2 separate regions of the Zea mays genome follow, and region 1 is linked to region 2. The links are chromatin contacts, called in public Hi-C maps. All regions are on one chromosome and are shown on one strand. Each heading gives the region's core, a stretch centred on a gene start, on an enhancer-like site or on the middle of the called end of the contact. The rest is flanking DNA. Distances are from core to core; before and after follow the strand shown. Region 1 holds the start of LOC100193630. Region 2 holds the start of LOC100279581.

Evidence for each region. Hi-C and Micro-C count contacts between places; a contact is called where the count stands out from the background.
Region 1: a Hi-C map of ear shows a contact between it and region 2, with 3 times the contacts expected there. The contact joins the promoter of LOC100193630 here to the promoter of LOC100279581 in region 2. A contact is called at or near these places in 7 of 25 Hi-C or Micro-C datasets (bundle sheath, ear, endosperm and 2 more).

The regions. Positions count from the first base shown.
Region 1 is chr8:67,924,718-67,931,113 of Zm-B73-REFERENCE-NAM-5.0, reverse strand. It overlaps LOC100193630, which reads right to left and starts at 4,877. Exons shown (of 15, transcript NM_001358851.1): 1 at 4,750-4,877; 2 at 4,543-4,620; 3 at 4,354-4,403; 4 at 4,154-4,207; 5 at 3,900-3,952; 6 at 3,595-3,667; 7 at 3,022-3,083; 8 at 2,269-2,337; 9 at 1,482-1,590; 10 at 786-844; 11 at 555-655; 12 at 201-296. The coding sequence starts at 4,806.
Region 2 is chr8:67,732,846-67,739,034 of Zm-B73-REFERENCE-NAM-5.0, reverse strand. It overlaps LOC100279581, which reads right to left and starts at 4,405. Exons shown (of 2, transcript NM_001152578.1): 1 at 3,347-4,405; 2 at 2,488-3,123. The coding sequence starts at 4,342. The coding sequence ends at 2,752.

The DNA of each region.
Region 1 (6,396 bases), core at 3,628-6,127, 190 kb before region 2:
TAAACAAACATTGGCAACCATAAGAACTTATAACCACTGGCTGAGACACTAAAACATGCCAGTACAGTACGAGATAAACCAGCAAGCAAAGACCTTGAGCCAGGCTCAGAAGTTGCGTTTATGCTACCACTTAGAGAGAGAGAGAGAGAGAGAGAGAGAGAGAGAGAGAGAGAGAGAGGTGAGCGTTGATTAGAAAATACCTTCACACAGTGTGGGGTTGCACATAGATGCCCTCTTGATAGTATTTCAGCAGTCTCCCCAATTTGGTAGACCAACTCATCATCCACAAGTGTGACCTGATCAAGTGTCCGTTCAAGTACATACAATACAAATAAGCACACAACACCTAGCTCTCTGAAAAAACATATTGATTAAACACCGTGAACAGTGATTGGTCGAAGGTTGTCTATAACACTATATATATTTCTTAGCGCTGCCAGTGCAAACGTGCATATCATTTTTACTTGATGCTTAGTGAAGCCAGGGACGACCTCAGTACGTTACATTTGCATGCCATCTATCTCAAGGCGAATCCTACACTGAAAGAAAGTAACCTTGACGACTTGATTATCACGAGTCCGAACATACAGCCCAGTTCCAATATCAGGACAGGGGACCTCCTCTGATTTTCTCGTGAACAAGCCACATGTAAGTCCTGCATGCATAAAACTATCTGGGATGAGAACAATATAAGCGTGAAGACAGCAAGTACTAAATAGATCACATGTTATCACACACACGGAGCCAAACCAACCCATAGGGGTACCATGCATGGGTCACCTCACCTGTCAAAAATCCATAGTCAGTATGCCATCCACACCATGACGAAACTTCGTCCTGTTTGCTGCAGTAACAAACAACCAGAAACTTTTTAGAGAAGACATGGCAAGTCTTAGATCTGGTTAAACCTCTTGGGTACCAAAACAAGGGCAATGTTTGTTTGATCCACGTTGGCAAAGGGTGGGATGTCTTAGGGGGTGTTTGGTTTGAGGAATTACTACATCCAAAATGTGGTGGTGCAAATCCAAAATGTGGTGGTGCATCATGGGTCCATTCCTCAAATTTGGTGGGATGACCCCATTTCTCATATTAGTACTAACTAACTAACTATAAGGAATGAGGTGATGATGGATCAACTCGTTCCATTCCACAAACCAAACAAAAAAGTAAGGAGTGAGAAGGTGATGGACTAGCTCATTCCTCAAACCAAACAGCCTATTAGTGTATGTAAAATCGTGCGGTGTTTTAATGGTTGTCCTCCTGTAAAAGATATAGTCATGTAGTCACATATTGGTGTAACGCCTTTGTTTCCATTGTGGCTTGAATCTGTTGAGTGTGTAAAACCTCCTATCATGTTTGAACAGCAAGTGCTTTGCTGTTCCAGAGCAATATAGTAGGTAGGTGGGGAATACTCTTTCCCCTCTGCTTTTATAAAAAAAAAGGAGACTACATATATATATATATATGCTTGCTGAGTGTACCTAAACGATTTGGGGAAGTAGTACAGCAGACGACCCTTGGGACACCTTGACCTAGCAAGTGTCTTCTCAAGGCTTTCACCAATGTACTGTCCCACCCCTCGCTGTATTACTGGAAATCACAGAGATGCTGATTCATTTGATTCACTGGTAAGCTAAGAGAAAATATTAAAGTTTCGAAAAAGAGATTCAGTTAGCATGTCATATTTTTCCATATTATTACAAAACTTGTGGTTATCGGAAAAAAACCATTGTTTTCCTACCACCTGAATTGCTTCCATACCAAAAACTTAAAACAGCTCCTTAGTAACAAGTTGGCCATTAAGCTAAAACAAATGAATATCTAACAAAAAAAAAACTCAATCCCTGGGGGATTGACCTCTCCGGAGATATATCACAGAAGGAAGAAATTTTCTTGAACTGCAGGGTCACACGTATATCCGACAAGGGGGTGCATTTTTGTACAAGATACACCACTATTGGGTGTTGCATTGGATTTCACCATATATCAATAACAAAGTATGCAATTGTTCTCTGAACTCATAGTACATGATGATTTTTAAGATGTTCAAAAGGTCATTACCTTCTACATTTACACAATTGCATATACTATTATTATGACACACTTTGTTCTATGAGTTGAAAAATTCTCCAAAAGAAGTGCAGTACACATGTTTCATTAAAAGAGGATAAAAGATTCCATGGATCACTCATTAATTTTTGCACCAAGCAGAGTTGATGTTTTACAGATAAACCTTACCAAACATAATTATGGTTAAGTAATACATACCATAGCGATCACAATGATGAGCCAACATCAAGCCAACTTCCAACATCAGTTTTCCAAGACCTTTGAATGCTACAAATGAAATAAATGATATACATATAAGCTTGACTCTAGTTGACAAATTCACCTTTTACCAAAAGAACTCACAGACACTTAAATAGACATTTCTGTAGCTAGCATAGGGATTTTCAGTACTTAAGAAAAAAGACAGCAAGCCATTGAAAGAATGAGAAGTGTTTGATAATATTAGGTCACAATCGTCTGATAGACGAAAATAAATGGGCATTGCAATGCATCAGTGTAACTCTTTCATGCCTTTTGCATTTAATTTCATGAGATCCAAGAGACACCAATAATGTAAACATCAGTTCAGAGAAGCAAGCCTAGCTCGGTTAGCAAAGCTGGCTGCCCACCTCCTCTCTTAGAGGGTATGAGGGAAAAGGTCACCCACCATTAAACAAAATGTACAGCATATACTGATATTATTAGTGTAAACATGTTGGCTTAAACTGGAAATTAATGTCTTGAAATATACTTAACTAGTTATCTTTTGTGAGGTGTGATGCATGTATTTGCATTACATAATGTATGTAAACCTGAGGAGTAGAGTGCCAAGTCTCACTACTTTAATTCGTAACAACATTAGAAATTAACAGTAAATTTCTGTTCAAGGTAACTACTGTCAACTTGTGATTTGCCATAAGAGTTCTTGAATAAATATACATGAGTACCTTATATGGCCTGTAAAACACATACCTATTTCAAGCTCAGGAAGATGATCCTTTGGCCATATGTTTGGTCGGCAGTATGATGGGTATCTAAATGTTATATTATCAGAAAGAAAACAGGAACCAATATCAATATGAACATCTAAAAATGAAATTCAAGAGTTCTTTCAACATATTCAATATGCTACATCTAAAAATTAGAACTGTAATTTCGTTTGCATAAATGCTACAAACTGTTCAGACAAGTAGCAAACATTACAGATTTAAAATGATACAAAAATAGGAACCAATATCAATATGAACATCTAAAAATGAAATTCAAGAGTTCTTTCAACATATTCAATACGCTACATCTAAAATTAGAACTGTAATTTCGTTTGCATAAATGCTACAAACTGTTCAGACAAGTAGCAAACATTACAGATTTAAAATGATACAGCCAGCAAGCTTGAGCTGCAGCGAGACAGTGAAGTTACCATTGACTAAAAGATGCTTCAGTACATAAAACAGGGTGGGAACAATAATAACATCAGCACATTTCTAGTTGTCAAATATACTTAAAACTGTACAGAAAGGTAGCTTCGGATTAGGCACACTATACCTAGTTACAAGCTCATCATCAGTTGTTGGGACATCAAAAACTGGGTTGGCGAAGTAGGAGCCTTTGGCTGTGTCTGCATAAAACAGATGAAATTTGCCTTATGGGCCTAAAAGCATTCCAAGACATTATGTGCAAACTTGAAGGATCATTCCAAGATGAAATTTACAACTAACTTCTTTTTCCCAGTTGCATTTATCCCCCTACTAAGCCATTTTCATTTTTGTAAAGTTTCTGAAACTGATAGGCTTAAAGGATGCTCTATATACAATGTGATGCATGATTACGCAGAGTGAAAAGGTCCTTACCCCATCTTTCAGACTCGAATTTCTCTTCTACACGACTCCAACCAAAGTGGTATCTGTGAAGCAAGGCCAATAATGCATAAGAAATACATAAGCTTTGTATGAACTGAAGTGCAAGTTATATACAAATCCTAGCTTAGGAGCTCTTATTGTTCTGAAAGAAAATGAAGAAAGAAGAGGAATATTCAAGTAGACACTAAGCAACCATGACAAAAGCTCCCTGGTGAAGACCATTCTGTAAATTCCTAAATTATGACCTGCTATCTGGGTCCTCCAGTTGTTTCTTCACATCATCAGGAAGGCTGACGATCCTAACAAACAGTAGGGAGGGTAATTAAGAATCTTTTCAGCAAAGAATTCAGTCAGAGAAAGAAAGAAAAAGGTACAAAATCATGGCGTATCGCCCTGATTAGGGCCTCAAGCCCCTGAACTTCCACGAGAGTGCAAAACAACATGCCTTGGCGCCAAGCGCAGCAGCCTTTTCCTGAGCTCTGGGTAACCGGGTACCTGAGTGCACAAAGCAAACACCGCACGTAAGCTGTCGAGGAGAGACCAAGTGACCAACTCGTCCCGTCGCGAAATCGGAATCTACTCATCAACAGCATCAGCCTCGAGCGCTGACGCGCTGTAGCATCACATCACTCACGCCGGCGATGGAGACGATGCCGAGCCCCTGAGGCCCGAAGCCTTCCTCGATGAAGCCGCCCAGGTCCTTGCCCCGATCCTGCGCGCACCGTACCCGCCGACAGAGTTACAGCAGCTGAGCTCCAAGCCAAGCCGCCCGCCTCCAAAGGAGTGATGAAACACCGCTGAGCTGGCAATGTCGCGTCTGCGGTGGCGGAAGGTTAGTTACCTTAAGGTCGGCGAAGGGGATGGTGACGGCGCGGACGGACGGCTGCTGCTGCTGCATCACGCGAGGCCGAAAGGCTTGCTCTCTCTCTCTTGAGCGCTGGACTTGTCTCTATGCTGAGCCGTCGCTATGCTGTTTACCTCGGTGGCAACTGGCATACTGGCATGGCAATGGCGTGGTGTGGCGCAGCGCGGCTCCTGTGCGGGGAAAGACACCGACATGGACATGGACAGGACAGGACAGAACAGCCAGGCCATCGTTTAGGCTTCTTCGCAAGCGATAAGCGACTCGTCCCTCCAGCCACGCGATCGGCACCGTCCGCTGCAAATCCAACGACCACCGTGTCCCACGTGTCTCACTGTCTCCGTCCATCCACGATCCGGTTGTCGGCCACAACAAATTGTTACTCCCTACGTCTTAAAATAGTAGTTGTTTTTGTTTTAAAATTATATACTCATATTTATATAAAAAAATATGAAACTAGACATATATATAATACTATATTAATTATTGTATAAATTTAGTAAAAAGATAAAATAAATTTTAATTTGGGACAGAGAAAGTATCGAAGTATCATTGAAGCTGAAGATTTATCACCTGTTCCTTCCCAACTTGTTTCCAAAATGAAATTAGATTATCTTGAATTGTGTTCCGGTTCCTTCCCATCAAAATCAGATTGTGTTGTGGTGTTCCGTAGTTCTAATTTGTTTTCCTTCTCATTCGTCATTAGATTATCTTGGAACTGGTTGAAACTTGAAAGGAGCACCAACTAAAGGAAAATCTGCATATGTAAGAAGGAAGGAAATAGGAGTATGTTTGTAACAATATGGTGTGTGTGTGTGTGTTTTGCCTGCAAATGTGTAACTTGCATACGCTTTTGTGTTTGTATCTCAAAATTTGATAACTATACAATTCTACTATTATAATACCAATTAAAAAATGCCTTTTTAGCTTTACCACATGTTAGTCACTTGTTCTCAAATGCTGTGAATAAAGAACAATGCAACACAATTGTTAATCGTTAAGAATTTTCGTCCTTCGGAGCATTATCTCTCTGAGGGTATAATGCTTACCGAGACGATGGTCAGGAAGGATTTACCTTCATCATATTAATACATAGATGAGAATGCATAAGGATGGACATTATAATTATATCGTAATGATTCATTTATTCTTGCATTCTATAAAACATATATGAATATCAACAATATCAATATTACATGGATACATTCGGTTTGCTCGAAGGCGGGGATGAGAGAGAGTGAATACAATCCAGCGTGAACAGTACGGTGCTACTGTTTATCTATTTATAGGCACGGGACGCGACCCGAGTAAAAGTACATTTATGTCCTTGTCAACCGTCTACAATTATAATACAAAACAGTAAGGACTAAATAGTCTTTATCCCTTTTTGGTCACTATTGTATTTGGTCTTTGTCGTCAACCCGAGCCAAAGTCCCTTGACTATAGCTTCGTTGCCCATTTTTGTCACCTTCGGGTTATACCTCTACTCTTGTCATAGATCTTCATGCCGAAGCCGGAGCCCCTTAATAATCCATATACTGAAAAGACATGGTTAATCACATTTTTTAGGACCTTCGGAATAGGAAGGCCCCCAACAGTAGCCCCTCGTAGTATTGATTTGTTTCT
Region 2 (6,189 bases), core at 3,156-5,655:
CGGAAAAAAATGGAATTAATATAGGGACGGAGTGGCTCCATACACTACCGGACGGACTAACGTTAGACACTCGGCAAAAATTGTTTTATTTCCACCAAAGCTTTTATCGAGTGTTATACTCGGCAAATAATACTTGACAAACATTTTATCGGTAAAAAGTTTTTTGTCGAGTATTTTTTTCGGACACTCGGCAAAGATTTTACTGAGTGTCAAAAAGCACTAGGCAAATTAAGAATCACAAAAAATTCAAAAAAAAACAGCAAAATATTTTTAAAATTATGAAAACACCTCTCCAACCACTACCAATCGTACTCTTATTTTTCACAATCATTTTAAATCAAATTTATATGTTTAAAATAAAAAAATCCAAAAAACAGCAAAATATTTTAAAATTATGAAAACAACTCTCCAATCACTACCACCAATCGTATTCTTATTTTTCACTATCATTTTAAATCAAATTTATATGTTTTGTGAATGATGAGATTTGAACTCGCAACATCTCTATCATGTATAGCCTTCTCTACTACTACACTACAACGTCAATTGTGTCTATACTACGTTTTCATTCCTCATTACTATAACAAATCGAGAGTAATTTGATTATTTGAGGCACTAAATGAATTCATTTGAAAATATGATTATTAAAAAGTTGCATAACTTTTCAAAATCCACAAGTTTTTTTTGATAGTTTCTACATCTGAGGCCGTTTACAAAAATTGAATTTCAAATTTAAAAACTTCACACGAATTTTTCAATGATAAGATGATTTCAAATTAAAAAACTGTCAATTACAAAGTTTCATTACATTTCAAGACCTACAACTTTTATTTTGGTGGTTTTCCATCCGAGGTGGTTTAAAAAATTCAAACATAGTTTTCATTGACAAGATGATTTCAAACCAAAACATTGTCATCTACAAAGTTTCATACCTTTTCAAGACCTACAACTTTTCTGTTGGTGGTTTTTCCATTCGACGTTGTTTTCAAAATTCAAATTTTAAATTTTTTAAATTTAGACGTAGTTTTCATTGACAAGATGACTTCAAATAAAAAGTTGTCAACTACAAAATTATATAACTTCTCAAGATCTACAAAGTTTATTTTGGTTATTTGGTCATTTATTCATCACATATTATGGTTCTAAGATTATTCAAAAATCTTGTACATTTCTCTTATAGTTTCATAAACTACGAGAGAGATATAGGTTTTATGAACAAATGTACTTTGATTTTGTCATATAAAGAAAAAATCAAAATATAAATTATACATGCTGATGAGTTGTACAAATTTGTAGTTGAATTTTTTCATTTGAACTAATTTACTACATTAAAATATGATTTTAAAATTATTTTTGTCTATTATTCAAAATAAAACACTCAATAAAGAAACTTTTTGCCGAGTGTCTAAAATAAAACACTCGACAAAAAAAACTCTTTGCCGAGTGTAAAAAATAAAACACTCGACAAAGAGATTATTTGCCGAGTGCCAAAAAACACTCGACAAATCATTTGCACTCGGCAAAGAGCCGAATTCCGGTAGTGGTATACGCATAGCAGCATAGAGATGGTGGAGTCATGTAAAGGCCTGTCAAACCCTCAAGTTTGGAATGAGAGATTTGTCAAACTTGACTGAACACGACTGAAGCACTAAACTAAGCCGCATACGGTCCAATGTCACGCATATCGCGATTGTTTTTAACGTATAGCAGTATGAAAGGCCTAGCTCAATTTCATTCAGCGTTCAGAGTCAATCTCGCTACGTGTTCTTTATAAATCCACTCATCATTGAAGAACAGCCATGCGTGTTATACTGTGCCTCGCTCGCAAGAAACAGGACTGGTCAAGGAAGGAGTGTGTAAACTCGATCAAGATTCGAGAACGGACGGTGCGATTCTCATCACGGTATAGTTAGTTTAGAATGAACGAAATGTTCATGTCAAAGCATCTGTCGTCAAAGCAAGAATTTTGGAGCCACAGCAGGCATTATTGTTATCTGCTGGGTTTTTTTTGAGCGGAGATTATCGATCTACGTATACTGGTTTCAGACGATAGCGATTGACGTCTTCTAGACGAATGGTGGTGTGTGACTTCGTTTCGATCCAGTCATACAATGCACAAAAAAACAGCTAAGCAGCAAACAGCCATGTCACCCCGGAGAGAGATGATGACATTACTTGAGGAAAACGCGGCATTGTTCGTTTGTGCCGGATTGGTGGGTCGGAACGATTCCTAATCGGATTGCTTCTCTAATTTATATAAACTTTGATTAGCTGGAACGATTCCGGGTGCAATCCGACGGAAACGAACAAGCCCTAAGTGGACTCTAGGCCCAGAACACACAAACAGTCTAACAACATGTCCATTTCAAAATTGAATCGCAGTGGTAAGCTGTGAGAATGGATTGAATTCAAACCAAAGCTTCAGACATTTTGGAAATAAAAATAGCACTTGATGATTCTGCGTCAGCCAATCATAATAGGCAAGCTGAGGTGAAATTCAACTGTAGGACAATTTGTTCATCCACAAATTGGCAAAGATACATGTAAGGAGTGCCAGCACTCAGCAGTCTCACATTACAGGTATTCTTGCCTGATGAACATAACCATCCAGAAATAGTTACAGCTTACTACACTGATTACTCGCACCAACAAATGCAAAAAAAAAAGCATGAGAAAATTAGGGAACACCTACACTTGCTGCGCTTCACCAAAAGGGGGGAAGAGCACATTTGCTTGTTCGGCATGCATGGGCTAGAAGATCAGGTTGGCGATCATATTTGCTGACGGCTGGTGGCCTACTAGGACGGCTGTTTGGCCAGTCACTGGCTGGAAGGCTGCAGCTGACTCAAGCTTCTCCCAGGTAAGTTTACGCTTCGCTTCTAGCGACACAAGTCTTTCTTCTTCCTCCTTGTACCTGGCCAGGCACGACGAGAAATGGTCACCATCCATCTCAGAAAACATTTTCTTGACATTCACAGCCAGATTCAGGACCGCTTGGTTCCAGTGATTCTGAATGTTCTGCTCTAGCGCTGGAACAACAAGAGACATGATCACTTGGCGGTTTTGTGCTATCAAGCTGACAATGTGATCATTGTTCCACATGAAAAGCGCTCTTTCAGCAACCTGAAACCATGCAACTTGTTAAGGCAACGACGACAACAGCAACAAAACTCTGATTGAGTTATAATCTACTCTTTTTTTCTAAACTTACCACCAATGAGATTAGGTTTATAATGCAAGCGGTAGGAACAAGTAATATAGAATGAATCTGATTCCATATGGCACTTGGGATACTGAAAATGCATACTGCAACAGTTACTAGATAAGATTTATTGGGGCAAGTTACCTGGAAGTGAGCACTGGTGATACAATGAGCAATTCGCCGAAACAATGGTGCCATACATTTCTGGAATTCTGCCTGGCTGGTAGCCTCCAAGATCTCTTCGATCTCGCTGAGAAACATCACTTCCTTCTGACAATTTGTTATTGGCCAGTACCTTAACAAACCAATTATCACTGGGCTTGCGAGCTCTGGATCCTTTTCTATAAACTGTGTCACACAGTAGGTCAACTGCTGAAGGTACGCACCAAGAGATTTTGGTTTGTGCAAAGGAACCAAAACTCTCCAAAGAAAGGTCTTGTGCTCTTCTTTCAGAGGCAGTGCAAACCCACTAATGACACTGCCAAAGACCTCCAGCAGCTCTGCGATCCCATTATGTCGATCAGTCTCGAAGACGAACTGGTAGAATACGTTGCTCGCCGCTCTGCGAATGAAAGGACGGTGCACCATGAACTTCCCATACACCCTGTGCAGAATGTTTTTCACGCAATCCCTTTCCCTTGGATCCTCGGAGTGAAGAAGATCAAGGAGCTTCACAATGAACGAGTGATCAAAGTGCTTCTTCCCTATCTTTGCATCCAAGGACGAGGATCCGATAAACTTCAGTAGCAGCTCATAAACAAGGTGCAGATGGCACCACCCAGTATCGAACATTGGCTCGTCCTCGTCGCACTCACCGACGCCTGATGAGCCGCCAGACCTGCAACTTGCAGGGAACGCCCGGAACAGGTTGACGGCGCACATCCTAGAGCAGGCCACGACCGCCGCCTCCGAGAAGCGAGCGTTGGTCGACTCGACGAACTCTATAAGATCCAGCAGTGCCTGCCGCTTGATATCCTTCTCCACCGAACTCCTGTCCGGGTCCGAGAAATCGAACACGACGCAGCACAGGCTCAGCTTGCTCACGAACAGGCTCTGCTTCTCCGAGCTGGGCACGTCCTTGAACGAGACCAGCGGCTCGATGCCAGCCACGACGCTCGAGGGGAAGACGGCGGATGACATGCGCCGAATGGCGGAGGCCGGGGGGCGGCCCGGCGGGATGCTGCCGCAGCTGCTCGTGCGCTGTATGCCGGCGCCACTGCTGCAATGTCCCGAGTCCCCGGAGGCCGACGACCTCCGGGGCAGCTTGCTCAGGAACTGTTTCCACATCTTACACGTAAACCTTGCCACTCACACGCCAGCACTAACACGGAAATGGAGCAAGAACCAAGATTACTCGCCAAGAGAGAGAGAGAGAGCTCTACGTTTACAGCGAGCGACGGCAAGACTCCACCGCAGATTCCACCCCCCACCCCCACCAAAAAAAACAGCAAGAAGAGGGGGGGAAATGGCAGCCGCCAGTCTGGAGGTAGAGTGAAGACGTCCGCACGGAAGGCTGGGTTTCGCCCGGATCTGAGGCTCCTAGCCACGTGCCCGCCGGATCCAGGCGGCGCGACGCGGCAGGTGGAGGAGCGGCGCCGGGTGCTAGCACGGGACGACGGCGGGCATGGGAGGCATTGGGAACCGTACCGAAATCTGCAGCGCCGCGCTTTGTCTGCTTCTCGGGACGAGGAGTGGACACTGGACAGTGGAGGAGGGAGCCTGTGCCTGTTTGCTGTTTCTTGCGGGGAATGGTTTGTTTATCACGGGGCCATGTACGGACGAAACCGTGTGCCATGTACGGCGCACGAGGTCCGTGCTGATGAAAGGGAAATCATCATCACCCGGCGGGCCTTTCTTAAACTCAGGATCCTGGCTTTACTTCGAAATTACTCCCGCTTTGTCGACGATTAAACAGCTGTAATTGCGCAGGGACGCAAGGGTGCATGTGCAAACCGCAGGGCTTTAATCGCCGGTCCGGTGCCCTCCTCTTGAGTCTTGACCGTCGATCGGACCTATTCGGCCACCGCTGCTGTGGGCCTGTGGCTGCAGGAGATGAACTATGACATACTAGTACAGATGCAGCCATAGCTGAAGCGGTGGCCATAGTGGTCACCGGCGGGGCCGGGGCAGGGTCCCGGACGTCCGCCGGATGCGTCCCGTGACCTCAGCGTGCGGCGCACGGTTGGGCGGTAGGACACTGGTGACGACGGCACGAGTAGAGGGTTTTCACTTTTCAAACCACATTCGCGTGTTTAATGATTAATCAGCACTCCTATCGTATCCGTTACCAGCAATAGGCACAATAATATATGCCTACGGATACAGCTGGGCATTCGTTTTTTTAAACTTCCGGGTTTTTTTGGTTTTATTTTTTTTAACAATGGGCAAAAGCCCTCTATTTCATTAGAAAATAGGAAAGAGTTCATTACATAAAACCAGCAAACTTGACCAGATGTCCCGACACAAACTCGGCATAACCGAAACCTTACCAAATCACCTTACAATATCATTCTAGATGAGTAAGGAGACCTAGTAACGAACAGGTCCAGAGCAGCTAATACGACCATAAGTATTTCTTATTACAAAGACAGAAATCATCGCTAAGAAGCGAGGAACAGCAGAAGCTAGCTACACAACCTAGGTCCAGAAGTTTAGGCGCAACACAACCACGCAACATCAACATCAAAATCAACCAGAAATGCGTCGGTCCCTCGGACACCACCCATACGCCCCGCCAAACGCTTCACTTGCTATCTTTCGGATTAGCTTGCTTCCTTGAACCACCATCCTTTTTTCCTTCTCTTTCTGCCGAATAGCCCAGGAATCCAACCAGAAGCAACAAAGAAAAAATACGTTAGACGGATCAAGCAGAGTCTTATCACTGAAGCACCAATCATTTCTTGTCCTCCAGATAGCCCAGAACATCGCTCCACAACCAAACAGAAGCAGGTTGGATATTTTATCTTTAGGATTACTCAACCAGCCAG